Regions from separate parts of the Zea mays genome. Here region 1 is linked to region 2. The links are chromatin contacts, called in public Hi-C maps. All regions are on one chromosome and are shown on one strand. The core of a region is the stretch at or near the end of the contact, and the rest is flanking DNA. Distances in the headings are between cores, read along the strand shown.

Region 1 (5,444 bases), core at 1,923-4,422, 280 kb after region 2:
CCCCCACTGTATTCAGTGCTCGGGAGAAGATACAAGCAACATGGAGGACTTTGAGAAGTTACAGGACTACGACGAATTTTAGTTATGTTAGTGGCAAACCCACAGTCAGCTGCCTGTGAAGATCGTATCTGCTACGTTTTGTATTCCACACTTTGATAATATTAATGACACTGTTTTGTTAATGACTGTGAATGTCTTGAACATCTTTATGTGATAAAATACATTTTCGCTATTTATTTTGAGCAATTTGTGATAATGTCTAATTATATAATCGATGTGTACGTGGGTTTCTGATCCTGACACATACATGGTTCGCATTCGGTTTGCCTTCCAAAATCGGGTGTGACATACAACTAGTTCGATGATAGAGTACACATTACAAAGTTTTGACTTCTAGTTGTTCGCTTCGGATTAAAGCCAACTGTTTGAGCTGCTGCAGCTACAATCCATAGAGACAAAACACTATTGAGCTAGTAGAAGCCTGTATGAATTATAGCCAAATGAACAGGCTTTTGGTTAAACTGAAAGTCACGATCAAAGTATCATGCATCCAAACTGTAATTTGCATCCTAACCATTTGTGAGCATCTACCAGGTCCAGCACATGAATTCTACATCATTTGCCTGGCCACCACCATTTCCTTGGAGCCGGTGGAGGTGTAAGGATGTCTAGCATGGTCTCCTTCTCCCTTGGAGTCAGTGGTACCCCTCGGACCAGGTTCAGAGCCATAATGTGAACATTTGTCCTTTGCCTATGCCTTTGGTAAGCCCAGATTCCAGCTGCTATACCACCAACAATGACCTGTACATGATGAACTCAATCAGAAATCTCAGATTCAGATTAGCAGATTTCAGGGAATTTGATGAGTCGCTAGCTCCTGAGGAGTAGCACATGCCATACAGTTATGTATAATAAATGGAAGCATGTACAAAATGAATAAATGATAGATTCTTATTAGGCCTTACAGGCGAAAGCCAAATCCCAGCAGTCTGAAGATCAAATTTAGGGGCATATAGTACTGTCTCCCCATAATCATCCTCTAGTTTCTTGTAGATCTCTTTATCACTCTTTCCTGCTTTTATTTCATCACGAATGAGCTGCAAAATGTAATATTGTTACTGTCTAACAGAAAATATCACAGTAAATGTCAATTTAGCATTACTACTGAATGCTTCTCTTTTCCTGGTTGCCATACATTTAATAAATATATATATATACACAAATACAGGAGAGGAAGAAAAAGAAGCTCATATAGCGCTTAACATCTGGTAACACTATCATGGAACCTAGTTGTCAAAACTGTAGTTGCAGAAAAAATCGCAAAACCTAAGCGCTAATATTTACAAAACAGGAGTCGACAGGTGCTTCAGATATCAGGAATCCAAAGTTCTAAGACATTACTTGTAATGGATACAGTACCACTGTATAAAATGCGATGGCATGTGATTTGTGATGACAATTATCAAAAGCAAATGATTAAGCAAAACATATCCCATCTGAAAAATCCACAAATTTAATAGCTACATCATTCCAATTTCTATCAAATCAGCATCTGTTCATGCACCGAAATCTCAGAAGTAAACTTATGACAGTATCATGCCTGATAAACTTTACATGACTAAAAATAGTCCAGCTAACAACAGTTTTATGTCCACCAAGAAGAGAGGTTAACTCAGCTATTCGAGGTAAAAGAACAGACAATTATGGAAACAAGAGATGTACCAAATAACACATGTGCATTGAGCTATAATGAGTAGTGTGAAAACTAAAAAAACGATATCAAAGATGTAACTCTTCCTTTGCTTCAGAGCAGTGGTTGAAAAGTCGCAACAAAACACAGAAACGAATACATAGATATATCAGCAAATCTGACTTATCCAGCAAGAGAATGGCAAAAAAAAACTGTTACAATGAGTCCTGTAAACAAGTCATTCAAGTTTAAAAAGTTAGTACCTTCCTAAGGAGAATAGCAACATCAGCCTGTGAATCTTCAATCGATTGGCTACCACACTCAGTGCACCTAACATTGTGGCTTATATTTCTGGCACGATTTTCAATGATCTGCCTCTGCTTGACATCTTCCTCAGCTGCCATGGTAAAATTCAATGTAATTGATCTGTATTACAGCAGTCAGTTAACAAGGAATAGAACCTGAAAGCAAAGAAAGCAAACAGGTGAAGTAATAGCTAATAACTTGTGAGGTGGGTATATGACATGACAACAGTTGCACATAAACAAATTGCACCATCTCTGGTTCAAAAAGAGCAGTCAACTAAACTGTTGACCAGGAATACCAAACAATGTAACCTAATCACCTATCCTATAAATAAATGACTAATAAAGTTTAAAGATTATAAGGTAAGTTTTCGATCCTTCATATTTTGAAAACGAGCGATGATGACTTTATCCTTGCAAAAAGAATTCTCTTTCAGTAAATTATAAGACAAGTTTCAACCACAGTTACAACGCGGATCACTGCATATAAAAATAGCAGCACATCAAATGCATAATAGTGAACTTTGTAAATATAAACTATAAAAATAACAGTGAAATAAAATATGCATAATAGTGAACTTTGCTAAGATTTAGGCAATTTGTGATATAAATTATAGAGTATAAATATAACTAATATATTAATCAGAAAAAATGTGCATAACAGTGAACTTTGTTGAGGCATAAAAGCTTACAAGCAAGAGTAAATGAAGTAAGCCGAGAAGAGAGGATTCTTGAATTGGAGCAAGCAGCCAAGCAGAAGCAGGTTCAGTCTTCACGTTTCACTGGTTTAGAGCAGAACAGTTGCAAGCTCCGGCAAGCTGCTAGGGGCAAGCACACTGCACACAGCTCCAATTATCCAGTAATTCGAAGTGCACTTGCTAGAGGTAGTAATGGCAAAATTTTGCATTACAACGTTCTATCTTTGAGTGCCGTACTAAATTAACTCTGATGTAAAATGAATTGTCTTACTTGTGAATTTTATTGTCGATAGAAACACATGGCGCGCTTGGAGGCCAAAGCAGCAGAGCCCAGAGCTGGACAGAGCAAATCAATTTCGGCCTCCGACAAGCTGGGCGAGGGGCGAGGGAGAGGTCTGCGAGCGACGGGCACCGGTGAATCGGCGATGCGCGCGACGGGTAGGAAGGCAGGAGCACGGCTTGCGGCGTGCGGGGCGGAAGGCTGGACGGGGACGGCTGCTTCCTTGTTCCAGACTTCCCAGCAACGCGGCTAGGGCAGGTGCACGCTGGCCGCATGGGCTAAGGCCGGCGCAAAATGCAGCTGGACCACCACTTACCAGCATACCGGCCCATTAGGCACATCAGGCCCTAGACGGAGGCTGATTTAGCCCAAATAAGCGAATACGAAAAAATCATATTTGATGTGTGACTTTAGAAATCTAATTGGATGAAGAGTTGTATTGTTGTCACGAATTCGTACCTGACGCGATCGTAATAGTGGTGCAGCTCGCTGCGCTCGTGCTCCAGCTCCCTCACCATTCTTAGGGGTGTTTAGTTTCTATGAACTAATTTTTAGTCTCTCCACTTAATTTCTTTTTAGTCCCTAAATTACTAAATATAGAAACTAAAACTCTATTTTAGTTTCCCTATTTAACAATTTATGAATTAAAATGGAATTAAGTGGAGGGACTAAAGTTTAGTCCCTATAAACCAAACACCGCCTTAATTGGTGTTTCATTCACTCTCACTTTCACACTAAAACTAAAAAAGGCAAGCAACAGTTTCCTTTTATGTGTGTATATATATAAGTAATTCAAAAGGTGTTATATAGATTGTAGTCGTCTGGTTCTTTATCCAACATATCTAACCATAAAATATGGACAAATAAATGGGGTAATAAAGGTTTGAAGTCTGGACTGAAGGAAAAGTTGTAAAACCCATGCAAGGCGGCGATTTGGTGTAGCGTACGGCGGTGTGATGTGGATGGACACGCGCATAGCAAAGCAAGATTAGGTAAAGAATTCAAAACATGCATTATATGGTATATATTGATCTAGTTGGAAATATTTGTGTAAAAAATAATCCTTCATAGATAGAATAACATATACAATTCAGAAACACACTATTAGCCAGTAACATGTTGAATTCCAACAACTATGAAATGCATGGACAAGAAAGTAAGTCAACACATGTTTAAGCATTAACCAAATAGTTCTGCCATCTGCTTAAGAAATCTATATTCACACACCTGAATAGCATATCCAACCGTATTGGAGAATGCGGTTATACGGACATCTTTCCCTTGCTGCTCTATCTACACTAAAAACAAGATTTGCAGAAAATCCACCAAGAGAAGCTCGATTAAATTGAAATCTTCACTTCCACTAATAAATATATGGACATATTTAGCCTGCAAATTGGAAGACAAAAGCTATAATCAAGTACCTCAGCAGAAACAGGAAATGATTCACCATAATTGCAGAAAAATGCATTGTATAATGAGATATCAACTCAAACAAACAACGTAGAGAATATAGTTGGGCTAAGACAGATGTTGCATATAGAAGTTCATTATATAAATTTTCAGTTGTGATAGGGAGGAAAAAACAAAACATAAACCTTTGGAAATATTACTTACCTTGTATGCGCCTTGGTGATAGTCACCTATAGGGGGTGAATAAGTGACACCTGAAATCACAATTTTAAAAACTAACTTGATCTAAATTATATACAAATACATATCAAATTAGAGTAAGAAGGAAGAGAAATTCTTTCACTAGATTGCCCTTTTAGATGCAGAATTAACTTAGAGCAATATCACAAGTGAAATCAAGAAATTAGAATAACATAGGAAGAATGAATCGCAAGCAAAGTGAAGCACACAAGACACGCTGATTTTTACCGTGTTTCGACCAAGCCCCAAATGCTTGCTAACATCCACGTTGTGGTGTCCGAAAGGACGAGGATTGTAACCAACCCTTCTCAAGTAATCCAATGGTCAATTTGAGGCCACGAGTTGTCGAGGATAAGATCCCCGGTCCCTAGGACCCATTGGTCAATGAGCACGATAGGGAAAAGTCTCTGGCAGTTGTGGCCCGTCGATCGACTGGAGGAGAGGAGAAACGTCTACCCTGGAAGCAGCCACCCTTGTACGAACCCTGCAGCACCGAGCCTGGGGTCGGGCGTGGCAGTGCTAGACAATGGGGGCCTAGTGAACCGAAAGGAAAACACTCGAGTGGATCCCTTGCCCGGCCCGAGACCGACCCATCATATAGTGACTGGCCACATTAACTACGCCTAGCGCCAAGCCACAGAAGAGGCATCGGTCCGCCTCCCACTCATGGCCTATGAGCCCCTCGGGCTGCAACGCACTCATAGCCTATAAACCCCACGGACTGTGGCGAATTTATGGCCCACGCGCCCCATGGCTTGCGGCACAATCATGACCTATCAGAACTAGGCCTGAGTGCGCAGACCGCTTACAAGGCACAA
Region 2 (5,713 bases), core at 2,563-5,062:
ATCCATCCACCGGGCACGACATCACCACAATCTGACGGTGGAGCACCCGCCAGAATTAGGCATCGGGCTCTTTGGTGCCCGAATCATGAATCGAACGTCGCTACATGATGCCCGCAACATGTTGAATTAAATGGGGGGAGTTGATTACCGCGATGATTCCGCGAAGTTACTCGACCATGGAGCAGCGTGGTCGAAGGCGGCGCTTATTGCTCCGCCGAGCAATTACCTAGATCCGGCACGCCTTTTCGCTTGACAACGCCGCGCGCATGTCCTTATGCCTCCAACGAACTCGAGTGAGGGTACTTCCTCGTCACTGGCGGTGAGGCCCGAGCTTCTCACTATAAGGGTCATTCCTTACTTTTCAGGGGCCCACTACGAAATCCGATATGGAGACCCCATCCACACACAAGTATATATAATTATACATATACTATCATGTCTATCAAATATTTGACGTTGAAAATTATTATGCACTGATTTGAAGTTTATAAGACAAACAATATAAAATATAGCCAAAAACACTTACTTGTTATCTAATATCATTAAAAATATCTTCTAACATTTTGTGATACAAAGTCATCGCTTATAATTATATCATTGAGATCAATCTCATCCAACAACTTTTTTTGATATATAGAATCGCCAAGCCATTTAACCTCTCTTGAGTTATTGTTGACCATAAATAGTTCACAAAAATATTTTAATTTTAAAAAGCTTCTTTAGTGGATTCATCATCATCTAGTTGAATATAAACATAAAAATCAAGAGCTAAAACAAATACTATTTTGAAACAGATGGAGTATTCGATAAGTAATTGAGATATTAGTTTAACAATCTAAACGAGACTGATCGATATCACATCGCTCTTTACGTATTTGTGTCTAGAATAGATAGGTTTAACAAAGAAAAGTGCTAGCGTTCAGTGGCTAGGGGGCCCGATGCAGCCGCACCCTCCACACCCCCTCAAGTACGACCGTGCTCATGATGCAAGCGGCATTGCGACAACCTCAAGTCCGGCGAGCAATTGTTTGATAGCCACTTGTTCCCCGGGTTCCGCAAGCCCACATCCATGATCCACGATGCCTAGTGAATCTCCTCCACCCATCCCCGGCCCATGAACCATCGCGCAGCCCGGAGGCCACGCCGACGGCTCCCCCTCTCTATGCTGGTGACGGAGAACTCGATTCTTTGTTTTCGGCTACGGTTTAGTGAATCCACGGGCGGGCGGCCGCATATATATGCGTGTGGGGCAGATTGCAGATATAGATGGCCAAATAGGCCGTGCCTAACGGGCTGGCCCGAAGCACGGTCCATCTAATAGTGTCGGGCCGGGCCCGGCACGAGAGCCATGTCGTGCTTGGGCCGCTGCCTCAGCCCGCAGTGCCGGTCCGACATGATTATATTTTTTAATTTTACAAAACCTAGTATATATATATATATATATTTAGATTTTATATTCAAAATGCATTAGAGTTCTATTGGTTATCCTCCTTTATGTAGTGTTTTTAGCCTTGGAGAGGGAGGTTTTGGGTTCGAAACCTCACTCACGCACATTTTTAGCCTTGGAGGAACAATTTTTTAATATTTTCCCTGATTTAATGGGACAAAATGAATATGTTAACGGGCCGGGCCGGCACGGCTACCAGACCGGCGTGCCTGGACCATGACTGCGACACGCGGTCCGGTCGGGCACGGCCCGATTAGCCGTCGGTCCTAACGGGTCCAGGCCAGGCCGCCCTTTTGGCCAACTATAGGTGCAGGAGGATTGCGTCCAATCCCGAGCATGCCAGGGTGTTTGTTGAGGTCGACTACGAGAAAAGGGGAAGAAGGACCCCCTGACTAGAGTTCAAATGGAAACCCAACGGGTACGTGGGCATAAATTTGTTCTTCCACTACCCATACCCGCAACCCATGAGTTTTTAAAACCCGCTTTAAAATCATCATTCCTTATAAATATGTCTCATAATATTATTAATTAAATATGTTCTAATTAAAATAAACTTCATGTAACAAATTTTAAGCTAAAATTAGTTATCACTTGTTCTTTTTATCCTAGCTTATTAATGTATTGATTATTATTTACATGATGAATTATTTTTTATGTTGATGTTAGTGGGTATGGGAAACCCACTGGGTACTCGAAACCCGCATGGGTATGGGTTTGGGCAACATTTTATACCCGTCATGGATATAAGTTTTTTAGCGGGCGTATTTTTTCTTCACAAGTATGGGTTTGGACAAGTAATACCGAACGAATTTTTACCCGTTGTCATCTCTACCCCTGACCGCTACGACCCAAACAGAAGTGAGCATGCGCGTGGACGTGGGATTGGCTGTCAAGTGTGGGAGTGAAGCTAGGCCGCACAGTTCTGAGGGGGTAACGTGGGCCGAAGAAGGGGAGAAATGACCCATTAGCACAGGCAAGCTCTTCATTTTATTTTATTTTATTTTCATTTCTATTTTCTATTTCCTTTTTAGTTCCCAAATTCAAATTTCAAGTTTGAATTTAAATCTGGTGCTAAAATTCAAACTTAATTTAAATGCACAACAAAACAAACCTTTACATGAGATGCAATAATCTTATTTTATTTGATATTCTTTATCTACTTATTTAATTATTTATTTCCTGACTAAAAATGCCAATAATTATGAAAAATAAGAAATGATTCACAATAAAAATATATTATTTACATAAAGGAACATATCTATTTAGTTCTGATCTTTTAGGGAATATTTCTAATTATAAAATTCAACAAAGGATAAATTAGGAACTTTTTGGTTTAATATTTATTAGAAAACATATTCGCTTTAGGGGATGCAACTTCAAAGGTATGAGGATTTTGTTAAATGATATTTTAAAACCTTATTTTACTAAATTTTAATAATAAGATTTTACATGTTACACGTCGCTAGCCCCTCCACCTCCTCTCACCTTTCTAGGACCAGCGTTAGCACAGATTAATTAAACTAGTTATAAAACTAATTACAAAGATAAAGACTAAACAATAATATAAGTCTAACAAGTCTAATTAGTCCACGATTCAATAATGTAGGGCTACAGTAAATATTTACTAATTATGGATTAATTAGAGTCTTATGGTTTAATCTTTACCTATATAATTAATTTTATAATTAGACTATATTTTGTTTGGGATAGCTCCAGCTTTAGAAATTTGGTGTAGTTGGTTGAGTAAGGTCCTGTTTAGGACAACTCCAGCTCCAGAAAAAAACGGTGGAGTTGGTGAAGAAGGTCATTAGGTGCTCCAGAAAATTGTGGAGCTGGAGCTGTAAGCTTTTAAAAAAAATAGATAAGTTATTTTATTTATTATTTAGATCTATTTTTTTAAAATCCATTTAAATTGATATTATAAACTACAGCTCCACACTGGAGCTAGAACTTGGCGCCATCCTAAACACCCCCTAAGTCATTAGGGCATGTTTAGTATAACTTTAGAGTAGACCTCTAGAAAGGAGCTGGCAAAAGACTGCCAAACACTCGAACTCTAAAGTTATAACTCCATGATGTTTTTATAGTTATAGTACAATTTTTTAAAGTACAACTTTTGCTGCTCCAGAAAACCTAAAAAACAACATAAACGTGGAGTTTAGAATCCAAACACCCCTAATTTTGACGCGCTCATTGGTCCCCAGCCCGCCACGGAGGCTGCAGATATCGGAGCCGGTGCACTCATCCATTGCAAGTACGAGCCACGTGGCGCACGCTTTGTGACACGAGGCCACGAAACCAAACAAAGAAAAACCCGTGGGCCGTGGTCACTCCGTCCGCACGGCGACTGGACTATACTGCTACCATGAACCTCGCCGTCGCAGCCGCACTGCCGTCCGTGACGCCACGTACCGGCGTCGTGCTCCCACGGAGCAGTCGCCGACACTGCCCCCGCGGGGTCGTCCCACGCGCGGCCTCGAGCTCCGTTTCCTCCTTTACCTCCCCCTCAGCAGCGGCGGCGCCCATCTACACGCCCACGCCGCAGGACCGGTCTCTCCGGACGCCGCATAGCGGGTAAGAGCCACGCGTCTCGGGATTTTGAGATTCGGTAGTGTTCATGGAGTCTATGGGGAGTCAGGATGGCGTTTGGTTCGAAGAATGAGTAGTCAATCATTTCTGGCTCCATTTTTTTTTCGTTTGGTTTGTAGAGTAGAATGAGTTGATCCGTTATCAGCTCACTCCTCACCAGCTAATAACTAGTGCTAGAATCATTTCACCATATTTTTATTATAGAACTGAACTCACGATGCACAACCTTATCTAGAATGGTTTGATTCCTGAAACCAAACAACCTAAAGTTGATTGAATTAGTGACACATCGTCACATTTGTTTGGTATTTAGGGCATGAATGCGGTCATTTCAGAGCTCCAACTCACTGTTCACGCCCATTCAACAGGCTCAGATTATTCACAATGCTGCTATTTTGTTACCCTCATTCCTGTTACACGTTGCCACGACCAAGTGCTAAAAGCCTGAGACAAACTACTTAAATATAGCTGGACAATTTTGCAGGTACCACTTTGATGGCACGGCTCGACCTTTCTTTGAAGGATGGTACTTCAAGGTGTCGATTCCAGAGTGCAGGCAGAGTTTCTGCTTTATGTACTCTGTTGAGAACCCTCTCTTCCGTGATGGTATGAGTGATTTGGACAAGTTGTTATATCGCCCACGCTTTACTGGTGTGGGAGCACAAATCCTTGGTGCGGACGATAAGTACATATGCCAGTTCTCTGAGAAATCAAACAATTTTTGGGGAAGTAAGCTTCTTGCCCAGTCTCTCTGTCTTTGTTTACTGTTTTATTTTATACTTTGTTGTATGGAAACTCTGTAGCTAGAATTTATAAACAGGTTGGCATGATAAATTCATAGCATGTATAATGTGGTACTGCACTGCAAGTTCATGCAGATTTAAGATTTGCAATGAACTTCATAAAATCAAGTTAGTGCTACTGTTTCTACCCTATTTGAACCAACTAGTATTGTGTCTTGGTGTTTATACATGAAATTTATATCTCTCAGTCCAGTTCCAGCGAAAATGTAGTGCACTGGTAACCACCACAAATTGTAGGTCTTCATGATACTAGTTTTGGATATCCCATGATGTATTCTTATGAGATAATTAGGGCCACTTTAGACATTTGATTGTTTTGCTCCAGTACATTTCCCCTTTTAGTTTATTATGGGTCAAAGCACATTTTATTGAATGTTTAACTACATTTTCCTGCCACAAAATGTTAAGACATTGTACTACAACGTAGATTCTGATTTGAATGTGTAAAACATGGTGAAAATTATATTAATACTATCCATTTGGCAATATCTGTTCATTTTTTAGGAAGCTTTGTTCCACATTTTTTTATTGAGGAAACCTATATTTAGCCATTGAAAAGATGTTGAACAATTGTAGCATGCATTTCGATAGGGGCATACATGTGCATTTCATTAATTTTTCGTAAGTTTGGAGCTCTTGTTTTTGTTCATGATGAGATTGGTCGAACATTATCGAATGGAAGGAGTGTTTACTTGAGACAAAGCTAATCAAAAGTCAAATCTTATGTAGATTAACGGTTACTGAAAATCTTTTATATCAAAGCTAACTATCTATGTCTAAGTACTCTTTCATCTCTGGTTGATTGCACCTTGATGGTATTGACTAAGGGATACTTCCTGGTGGACCAAGGTTCTACTGACTTCTGGTTGAGAGG

The links. Hi-C and Micro-C count contacts between places; a contact is called where the count stands out from the background.
Region 1: a Hi-C map of ear shows a contact between it and region 2, with 2.0 times the contacts expected there. The contact joins the promoter of LOC100383068 here to the promoter of LOC541877 in region 2. A contact is called at or near these places in 2 of 25 Hi-C or Micro-C datasets (ear and leaf).

The regions. Positions count from the first base shown.
Region 1 is chr5:136,508,321-136,513,764 of Zm-B73-REFERENCE-NAM-5.0, forward strand. It overlaps LOC100383068, which reads right to left and starts at 3,173. Exons shown (of 4, transcript NM_001175741.1): 1 at 2,965-3,173; 2 at 1,954-2,873; 3 at 966-1,097; 4 at 473-801. The coding sequence starts at 2,094. The coding sequence ends at 616.
Region 2 is chr5:136,226,633-136,232,345 of Zm-B73-REFERENCE-NAM-5.0, forward strand. It overlaps LOC541877 (sucrose export defective 1), which reads left to right and starts at 3,813. Exons shown (of 10, transcript NM_001111545.1): 1 at 3,813-4,021; 2 at 4,521-4,765. The coding sequence starts at 3,813.